2 separate regions of the Mus musculus genome follow, and region 2 is linked to region 1. The links are chromatin contacts, called in public promoter capture Hi-C maps. All regions are on one chromosome and are shown on one strand. The core of a region is the stretch at or near the end of the contact, and the rest is flanking DNA. Distances in the headings are between cores, read along the strand shown. Region 1 holds the start of Osr2 (odd-skipped related 2). Region 2 has its middle 16 kb from the start of Gm34316.

Region 1 (4,805 bases), core at 1,707-4,206:
AGCCACGATTTTTTAAAAGATGGAATTCTTAATCCTGGTCCCTCCACCCTCAGCTCCGTGTCTAAGACTCGCAAGCCTCTCCGCTCGCCTGGCCCCTTCACCGCTCAGTGACTGGAGTGCATGCACTTTTAAGTCGAGCTATGGTCAAGTCATCCAGGCTGCAGAAAAACACAGCAAAAGGTCGCTGTTCCGCAGAAGCTGAAGAAAAGCAGGGAAGGCGACTCATAGAGGGGTCCTAGGGAAGAAGATACAGTTTCCATAACTTGGTTTTAAAGCGTCCAATTTATTTAGGCTGTCTGCAGCACGCAGTCAACTTCAGGGTGTCTGTGTCTGACACCTGCTGGCTCCACCCGCAGACTCCTGGGTGGGCTGGGGACTGCGCTGTGCGCGCGTGTACACACACACACACACACACACACACACACACACACACACACACACCAGCTCCTCTGCTAGGCCTTTTCCCCTTCCTCCCATACCACAAACGTTGGGGCAGCAACCGTTCAGCCCGCTCCAGGTCAGCGTGTCCCTGTTGTCGAAAGCCCAGAGCCGTGAGGACTGAAGCTGACCCGATCCACGGATAAATGAGTAAATTGGCAGCTGAAACCCGACAGGGAGCTGGGACAGCTCCGCGGAGACTCGGACCTGGGGGTGCAGCTGGCCTGCGGCAGACTCGGCTTCTGCACGCCAGGACACCACGGCTCGTTTGGTGGCCGGGTGGGCCAGTTTTCTGCAACGAGGCTTATTGCAGGTCTGTCTACCTGGTGAGCCGGCTCTCTCAAAGCGTGCGGACTTGCCGCCCTCCCACCCCCGAGGTCTGAGCGCGGAGAAGTTCCGGTGCGGGTCCCAGGTGGCCGCCCAGCGGCCTAGAGAAGCTGCGGTTCCGAGCGCGCTCTACTGCACCTGCCCATGCCCGCTGCAGGGCTCAGGCCGCCGGGCCCCGCAGAACCGCGCTGCTACCTGCAAAGATTCTCGGAATCTATCCAACCTTTTTTTCCAGCTGCGGCGGAGCTCGGGCTGGGTTGGGCTAGAGTTCTTCCCAGGCTGAGAAGCGCGAGGTAAACGTGTTTACAGCAACAGGCTGGCTCAGGGAGCTTTCGGAAAGGGGGGTTAGAAATTCCACGGTTTTGAAAAGCGAGAGATTCAGTACTCAATACACACGGGCCCAAAGGTGCGAAGCCTGCTGATGCAGAAGTTGCCTCCACTTTAGTGCAAGGGAACTAGAAAGCACTGGCTCAAAGCTCAGGTCACCAACGGTGCGTGTATGTCCTGGGGGGGTCTGAATGTAAAGAAAGTTCCCTCCAGTTCTCTAAATTGAGAAAGGCTGTTCGAAGGAATGAGGTGGTTGGAAAGAGGGAACCGCAGGCATCCTGGGAGCTGAGGCTCAAGACCAAGCGCTAAAATGAAAGCACCCTATGGAACTCACTCGAGAAACGGTTTTTTAAACCCCCAACTCTTCCTAGGCGTTCTCCTGCGTCCATCAAATTTATTCTGAAGTAGTTAAGCACTACAGGATACTGAACACTCCAGTCTCTGTCCCAGGCTCACTTCCTAATCCTTGCGAACCTACAATTGGTGAAGATGGCCTGCTAGTCCTGAATTACGTTTTACCAAAGAAACGAAAATTAATATTCACCTTGACAAAAATAAAACAAAAGGCTTTTACCTTAATGGGATCGTTTCCGTAGTGTCTGCCTGCCTTCCTGCTTGGTCTTTGACGATTCGGCTCGGCTCGTAGCTTTCTGCTTACACCTATCCATCTCCTCACATAGTTGAGGTTATTGTAATTGTCCTTTGAGGGGGCGACCGAAAAGCATCTTTTGGTGAAACACGTTTGAATTGTACAGTTCCTTTAAAAGATCTATGGTTCTGCAAGCACCAGCTAAAGTGTCCTCAAGTGGTTTGGGACGAGGGACAGTTTGCTTAGTTCTGTTCCGGCGGCGCGTTGCGTCTGAAAAGAAGTTGCTTCAAGTGGATCTTATCGTTCCCTGACATCCTTTTCCAGAGGGACTGTAATACCCTCTCATTTACACGCTCACAAAACTAAACCTTTAGGAGAACTAAGAAACCTAACAGTACATGTCAAATTCAATCAATTTTCCTGGCGGCTGAACAATGAACTCAATTTTTGCTGAGAATGAAGATAATGCACGTTTTGAGGCACTGGAATAGTTTTTTCCTAAAATTTAAAAAAGATTGTTCTTCACCCATTCCAGATGGGCAGGTTATTGTTTGCCAATGGATTGCAGATGCCCACTCCTTTGCCTAAGTTGGTTAACTGCTTATGAAATGTACATTAGCTGATTAAAGCTTAGATATTGAAAGAAATTTCTCCCGGAACATCCAGATGTCTCTGCACTAATTATGAAATTAGTCAATTGTCACCTTCATAAACAAACTTCGTTTTGAAAACAGGGAGGAAACCAGACTACACACATAGTCACAATTGACCAAAAGTATGGGCAGAACTGTTTTACATAGGAGGAAGGGCGGTATATGCTGGAAAACAAAATCTAAAACTGATAGCTTTGGCCCTTTGAAGCAGATGATCATATTAAAAGTGTTAAGATGTGTAAAATGACGCGACAGCTAACCGAGTAAAAGTACGAAATGCCCTTTGGACTTCTCTGCGGGCTTGGGGGAGCAAAGATCCAGTAGTCGGACTTCTATCGGTGTGAGGAAAGTGTCATCCAAAAAGAGGGGATGGGCGTTGTCTTTGTGTGAGGTTTGAATTGAGTCACCTTGGGCTCTGTGTCTGGGTTAACTGGGAAAACCTCAAGCAAACCTGCGCCTTTAAGACTCAGTTGCTATCCAAACACAAGTAAACAGAGTGGACCATTAGCGGGCGCCGGGCTTGGAGGCGGAGCCTGGGCGCTGCAGCCTTGCTCCTCTGCAGGACGCCCGCCGCGAGGGGAGGCGGGGCCGCTACTAAAGCCTTGGACTCCGGGCCAGGGGCAGCCTGGGGCGGGACGCGGGCTGGGACGGAGCTCAGCGCGCTCGCAGCCGGAGGGTGATGGCCCTGCAGGGCTGCGGGCTCCGACTTTACCCGCAGTCCGCGGTCAGAAACTGGCCCAGGCACCGGGATCTGGGCGAGCTCTGAGCACTCATCCCAACACGCTCGCTCTTTACACATCCCGCTTCCACGGACTGCCGAAGACCAATTACCGCTGTCGCTTTCGCTCCCCCAGATCATGTTCTCGGTTCCCGGGACAACGCGCCGAAAAAGAAGTTCTCCCAGTTTGGACCTCATGACCTTTCCAAGCTGTGCGTCCTGCTGTCCGGACCTAGTCTGAACCGCGCTGCCCAGGCAGACATCGGTTCTGGCGGTGAGTGTCCTTTCCAGGGCCAGGCTGTAGCCTTCCAAAGGAAGGGAGGGATGTGGGTGCTCAAGGGGCGCCCAGGTTCTCAGTCTGGAGCGCTACAAGTTCAGAAAATGAAAGGCAGCCGTGCGGACCCTAGTCCCGGGCCTCGTGTTCTGGCCTCCTCCGGTCCCTGCACGCGACTCCCAGCTAATACACTCAGTTGTACTTTTGTGCGCTGTCCCTTAGTTTGGTTTTGGTAGATTTACGCATTCGGCAAGATTTATAAAGGCCGATCATCGTACTTTGTGGCCAGATCCCATCACCCCGTGATATTGCTCCCCTGCTCTAGAAAGCGGGATCCACGCTTCCTCCTACTGCAGCTCCGGCACTCAGCACGGAAGGGCCGGGACACACGGTGCAATCAAGCCAGCGACTCCGAAGGCGCATTTCACAGGGGAATAGTCCAGTCATGGGTGATTATTTTTTCCAACCGTGTACTGGCCTCTTGCTTTTCCTCCTGCTCCGGTCTTCGCCCAGAGGCCAACAGGCAAGCTTCTCAGGAGCTGAGACGCTTGGGTTGTCGAGAAATAGCTCGGAATGGAGTCGCGGTTGTAGGAAGGAGGCAGGACAAGGTGTTTGTGGAGGCAGCAACGCTGGATCGGTCTCCCCACCTGTGAGCAGAGAACAAAAGAGTTCTGACTGCTTTCGAAGCGAAACTGGGTGCAGACAGCAACTTTCTCTGCTCCACAAATTCCAGTCTTGAACAGAACAAGAAAATGAAATGGAGAGGGAGGGAGCGGAGACAAACCCAGTTTATGCGGAGGGCGCCTTAATTTAATTAACTCTTCGGGAAGGCAGAGGCACGGGGAAGGGGCAGAAACTTCGTGCCCCCCCCCCACTTGACCAAATTCTCCTCCCCCACCATGATCGTAGATCTCTTTCTACTATAGCTCTCTGGCTTTTACACAGTTCTGCTGTGTTTGAACTGAAAATCAGCGAACATAACCATTCATCCATCTGTCATTTTACTCAGAAGCCCATACACAGGGTCTAGCAGATAACGCCGAACGATATTATTATTATTATTATTATTATTCAATGTAACATCACTATTACCAACGATTGGAGAGTCTTTATCAAATAATCAGGACCCCTGTGCTCTCCAGTGTTTTTAAAGTTTTACCAAACTGAAATTAATATGTACTTTGCTGACAGCCAGCGAAATTAAATTTTACAAATCGTCTAACATGCCTGAGAATTCCATTGAAAACCGATGAAAGAAATGTAGCTTTCTCTCCATTGAACCGTTTATGACTTTTCATGGTTTAACTTTCCTCGCAAAATTAAAGGTAACCAGTGGTCCGAAACATGCTAGTGGAGAGATGACAGCAGAGGGCCCATAGTTAGTGCCTGAGATGGAGTAAGTCCGCAGCCCCAACAAAACGAAAGTACCTTAGTTCCATGGGTTGACTTGAGCGATGATTTGACTTACATTGCTAGAGA
Region 2 (4,805 bases), core at 1,590-4,089, 1.2 Mb after region 1:
CTTAAAGGAGACTCACAGAGCTGAAGCCATCTGGGAGCCTAACAGTCGGCATCCAGGCTGGGAGCTGACCTGTCCTTCTGCCTGTTAATGTGTTGGGCCCTGTCAGATTTCTAGATAGTGGATCAGAGGTAGGGAGGCAACACCACCACAGCAAACACTGAGGCTCATCTGCAGGGAGCTATCTCTTTTTGTCTCATTAACAAACAAAACTGAGTTCAGGGCAGGTAAATTGCCCAAGGTCGCACCATCTTACTGGAGTGAAGACTGAAGACGGGGTTCTGTGAGAGAAGGCCTGCCTAGCAGGGGAGGTCCTTGGTTCAATCCTCGGCACCACAAAAAACAAGACAAAACATAAAACTGGAGGCCTGGGGCCCAAAGCCAAGCCCGCCTGACTCTAAGGCACACACATTCAACACCACACAGTTCTGACTCTCAGAGCAGTGTGCAAAGTTGTGCCTTGTGCACTGTGCTTTCACAAGTCCCATAAATGGTAACTTCACAGCCCCTGATTTATTGTCCCACCCAGGACCTGGCTCCTTCTCATTTCTGGTGACATACACAACAGCAGACTGTATCAAGTGCTGTGGAACTTCTTGCCACAATCTGAAGGGAGGGCATCTCTGCAGGCTCACAGCTCTGCCCCGTGCCATCCCATCATGATGGCTAATTCTTACTTTATGATTTCCTCTGGACTGATGCTCCTCTTCAGGTTTTAGAGAGAAGCTGTGTTCCTTTAAAGCTTAAGTTTAAGGCCCTGTCTAAGTTAGGGTTAATGAAATATCATTACCAAAAGTAACCCAGGGAGGAGAGGGGTTATCTGGCTTACACATCCTGAATCAGTCTCCTAACGGGAGCCAAAGCAGGAACTCACACCAGGCCGGAGAGAGGATCTGCCACAGAGGGCCAGGAGAAGGAGCGCTGCTTACTGGCTTTCTCAGCCTGGTTTCTGAAAGCACCCAGGACCACCAGCCCTGAGGTGGGACCAAAGAGTTGGGTCCTCCCGTGTCAGTCTCTATTGAAGAAAATGTTCCACAGGCCTGCCAGCAGCCCAATCTTACGGAGGAATTTTCTCAATTGAGGCTCCATCCTCTCTTAACTGTTAGCGTTTGTCAAGCTGTTATAACAGCCAGCAAAGGCCCTGTCATGCTGCTTTTAATACATTTAGTGTTTCTTTCTAACATTTGCCCACCTCAAGGCTTGGTCATGGTCATGGTCTTGAGGCCCTTTCTCCTAATAAACCCCGGCCCCGACGAGGAATTATGTTGTCAGTACTGACCCTGAACCCACCGACCTGCGGTGTGGCCCCCTGCCCTCTAGCAGGCATCTTGGGCTTGGTTATGAAAGCAGTCTTGTGACTGATGTCACCACTGCCCTGGGATTTACTAAGGTCATATAACTGAACATGAGAGAAGTCTCGTGTTTCCTAAACAGAAAAGGCCCAACAACAAGAAAACGGCTGGACAAGTCACTGAGCGTGAGCACTGAGTATAGGTGGGGGATGGGGGGCGGGAGGGGTGGGGAAGGAAGGAGGCTGTGGCAAGCTCTGGAGCAACCATGGCAACTAGTGTCTTAATGTTTGCCAACCTCCACCAAAACTTCCCCCCACGGCACTCTGGCACTGCTCCTATGGTTATGAAAGGATGTTCTCCCGTGTTCGATGTACCCTGGGACAGCCTAGTGTGGGGCTACGAGCCTGCATGGTTTTCTCCACTGTTGGGTAGTCTCTGGGCTCTACTGCTTGGTTCTGCGGTTTCTTTGGTTCCACTCCTGGGCTGGCGGCGGTGGTGCATGCCTAGCAGGGGCAGGGTGGGGACAGCTCTGTGATTTAAAGTCAGTCTCCCCTTCTGTGAGACACACTCTCTCTTCTGTTGCTCTCTGCTGCGCCCCAGGCTTCTGGGTTTCCTCTCGTGTTGCTCCCATCTCTCTGAAGAGCACTGCGACTGTAGTCTGTACTGCTGAGCCCCACACTGAGGACCTCCGGCTTGTACATCACATACTTTATGAACTAAGCCATCTCCTAGTCCCACACTTAACTCTTTAACAATCATTCTCTTCATGGGGTAACAAGTTTCAACCCTTTGAAGAGCCTGACGCACCATCAGCAAAGAAACAAAGTTGTCATTAATTTTTTTTTAATTATAAAAACCTCAGAGGTCACTATTATTTCTACCCTTCACATAAAATCAGAGATTTGGAGAGCTGGGACTGTTGGCACCAAGTCTACGAGTTTGACAGCAAAAACCACTGGCTGATCCAAAAATCAGAGTTCATGAAAATAAGGAATACAAGCTGATGCTCAAACAAATGAAGTACAGATGTGACAGCTGCAGACAGTCCCACCTGCTGCTAAAGCAAGGTGCTTCTCCAGGCTAGAGTGTACCCTGAGAGTGGGAGGGGCTCTGGGCTAGAGTGTACCCTGAGAGTGGGAGGGGCTCTGGGCTAGAGTGTACCCTGAGAGTGGGAGGGGCTCTGGGCTAGAGTGTACCCTGAGAGTGGGAGGGGCTCTGGGCTAGAGTGTACCCTGAGAGTGGGAGGGGCTCTGGGCTAGAGTGTACCCTGAGAGTGGGAGGGGCTCTGGGCTAGAGTGTACCCTGAGAGTGGGAGGGGCTCTGGGCTAGAGTGTACCCTGAGAGTGGGAGGGGCTCTGGGCTAGAGTGTACCCTGAGGGTGGGAGGGGCTCTGGGCTAGAGTGTACCCTGAAAGTGGTAGGGGCTCTGGGCTAGAGTGTACCCTGAGAGTGGGAGGGGCTCTGGGCTGCGGAGAGGGTTAGGCTTCCTTCAATTCTCCCCTTTCTGGCATGGTGATTCACAGCCTGAAAGCACAGCTTGTGCCAATGGAACTGGGCTAACCACGACTTTCCAAACCAGCCTGCAATATTTTGCCAGAATCTGCACCAGTGACCTAGAAACTGTTTCAAACTTTATTTTTGTTTTCTAAGGGCCAAAGTTTTGGTGAAACAGTTCATACACCTCTGACCCAGAGTTTTTACATTTAGAAATTAATCCCTGGTCATGTGGGATAGTAACTGCTGTGTCAGAAAAATTATAGGAGGAAAAACCTCAGGCAGCACTTTCCAAAGTGTTTGCAGCTCAAAACAGAGATGCAGACTTTGCCTAGGTACTGTTACCAAATCTCCAGACAAGTCGCTGGCTTGCGGACATGCAAACACCCACTGTTTTATAGAAATAGTGTTGCAGAACACTTTATTAGTGTGTGTGTGTGTGTGTGTGTGTGTGTGTGTGCGTGTGGGCACACATGCTACAACACATGTATGTATGTCAGAGGTCAATCTGTGGAGTTGGTTCTCTCCATCCACCATTTTTATTTATTTTTATTTAATTTTTGCCTTTGAGACAGGGTCTCTCTATATAGTCCTGGCTATCCTGGAACTCACTGTGTAGACGAGGCTGGCCCTGTCTCTGACTCCTAAGTGCTGGGATCAAAGGCGTGTGCCACCACACCTGGTGTTGTTTAATCCACCTTTAATCTTCCCGATGTCCATTAGCTGTGGGTTCCTGGTATCAGACTGTGGTGTCCTGGCATCCACGGTGAGTGCCATCTCACCAGCCCATGTGCTATAATGCTTTAAACACACATAAAGATACTGTAAATAGAAACAAATGTAAATTTGCTGAAATGTTTTATACCTGGAGGGGACCTGTGGCATAATGTATGTGCGGAGGGCGAACACTGCCTATTGCTCCTGTCTTGTCACCTCAGAGTCTCAGCACGTAGATTGGGTTAGCCTTGACTGTGTGAGTCTCTTGTCTCAGAGTCTGCGTGCTAGGTCTACAGGCAGGTGCGTCACTACACTGGGATGCTTCTGAACAGCATTTACTTATTTACCTATTTGTTTACTCATTAATTATTTATGTGAAACTCACTTTGTAGCTGAGGCTGGCCTCTAACTTAAGAGATATGCCACCACTGCTAAACACCATCAACTAAGTCACTGCATGACCTCCAGGGCTTAGATGTTTGCCTGGTTCCTGTAATCACTGATCTCCTAAATTAAATCAAGTTTGCAGCCTGCAGTGAACCTGCAGAGACAGTGCTCTGACAAGAACGACAGTGCAGTGGAAGGTGTTGCCTGTGATTGACACGGGCCATCTGCTGAGTACCCGACACATCACATCTTGGGATGCTCTCTGAGAAGGTGGCATGGATGTGCTTTTGAGGAGTGGAAATATTGCTGAGAGAAACTGTTTATTGACGGGATGTTAGGTTTGCAGTGACTCTCCTGTGGACAAATGAATGGGAGCCGCTAGACTCCTGCATCTGTGGCTTCTTTTGCTATCAGCTTGACATAATGTTGTGAAGACTATCAACGTAGACCACAACAGCAAGACAGTTTAGTGTATCTGATATGAGAGATCTGTATTTTAAAATACCCAGATGAGCACACACACAGAGGTCGAGATCGGTAGACAAGAGGACAGTGCAGGTGCTGAGAGCAGTGGAGGAATCAGATTTCTTTGTTCCTGCTGTTTTCCTTTGGTGGGATCAGTGGCTCAGGCCCTCCCTGTACCCCACACCCACCCTGTGCAGGATTTCTGAACTTCCATGATTATGGCAACGTTGTTAATGCCCGTGTGTCCAGCTTCACTCCAGTGACTCACGGAATTCGAGGACAATGGACATGATTTCCATGGTTTACAATGCTACTTCCTTACTCGCTAACTCAAGTCCTTCGTTAGGAAGCAGACACTTCCACACTGGCAAGGATGCCTGGAGCCCACAGCTGCACTCTGAACAGGAGGCGAATGCAAAGTGTCAGCATGGCGGGCCCCGGGGAGTCAGAAAAA

Evidence for each region. Promoter capture Hi-C pulls out the DNA fragments that hold promoters and counts their contacts.
Region 2: a contact with region 1 is called in a promoter capture Hi-C map of liver, with 3 times the contacts expected there. The contact joins the enhancer-like site here to the promoter of Osr2 in region 1. A contact is called at or near these places in 2 of 39 promoter capture datasets (liver and pre-B cells) and 2 of 115 datasets of contacts at active chromatin or transcription factors (kidney and stem cell-derived neural progenitor cells).

What each region holds. Positions count from the first base shown.
Region 1 is chr15:35,293,142-35,297,946 of GRCm38.p6, forward strand. It overlaps Osr2 (odd-skipped related 2), which reads left to right and starts at 2,957. Exons shown (of 4, transcript NM_001368665.1): 1 at 2,957-3,326. Gm52178 (a long non-coding RNA gene) reads right to left here and starts at 2,893. Exons shown (of 3, transcript XR_003951500.1): 1 at 1,667-2,893.
Region 2 is chr15:36,469,857-36,474,661 of GRCm38.p6, forward strand. No RefSeq gene overlaps it. Among named protein-coding and RNA genes, the nearest start is that of Gm34316, 16 kb to the left of the region's middle. Within about 2 kb of position 2,840, at least 21 of the 459 cell types and tissues checked have an H3K27ac peak or open chromatin away from gene starts, as enhancers often do. A contact at or near this core is called in liver, where this site is marked.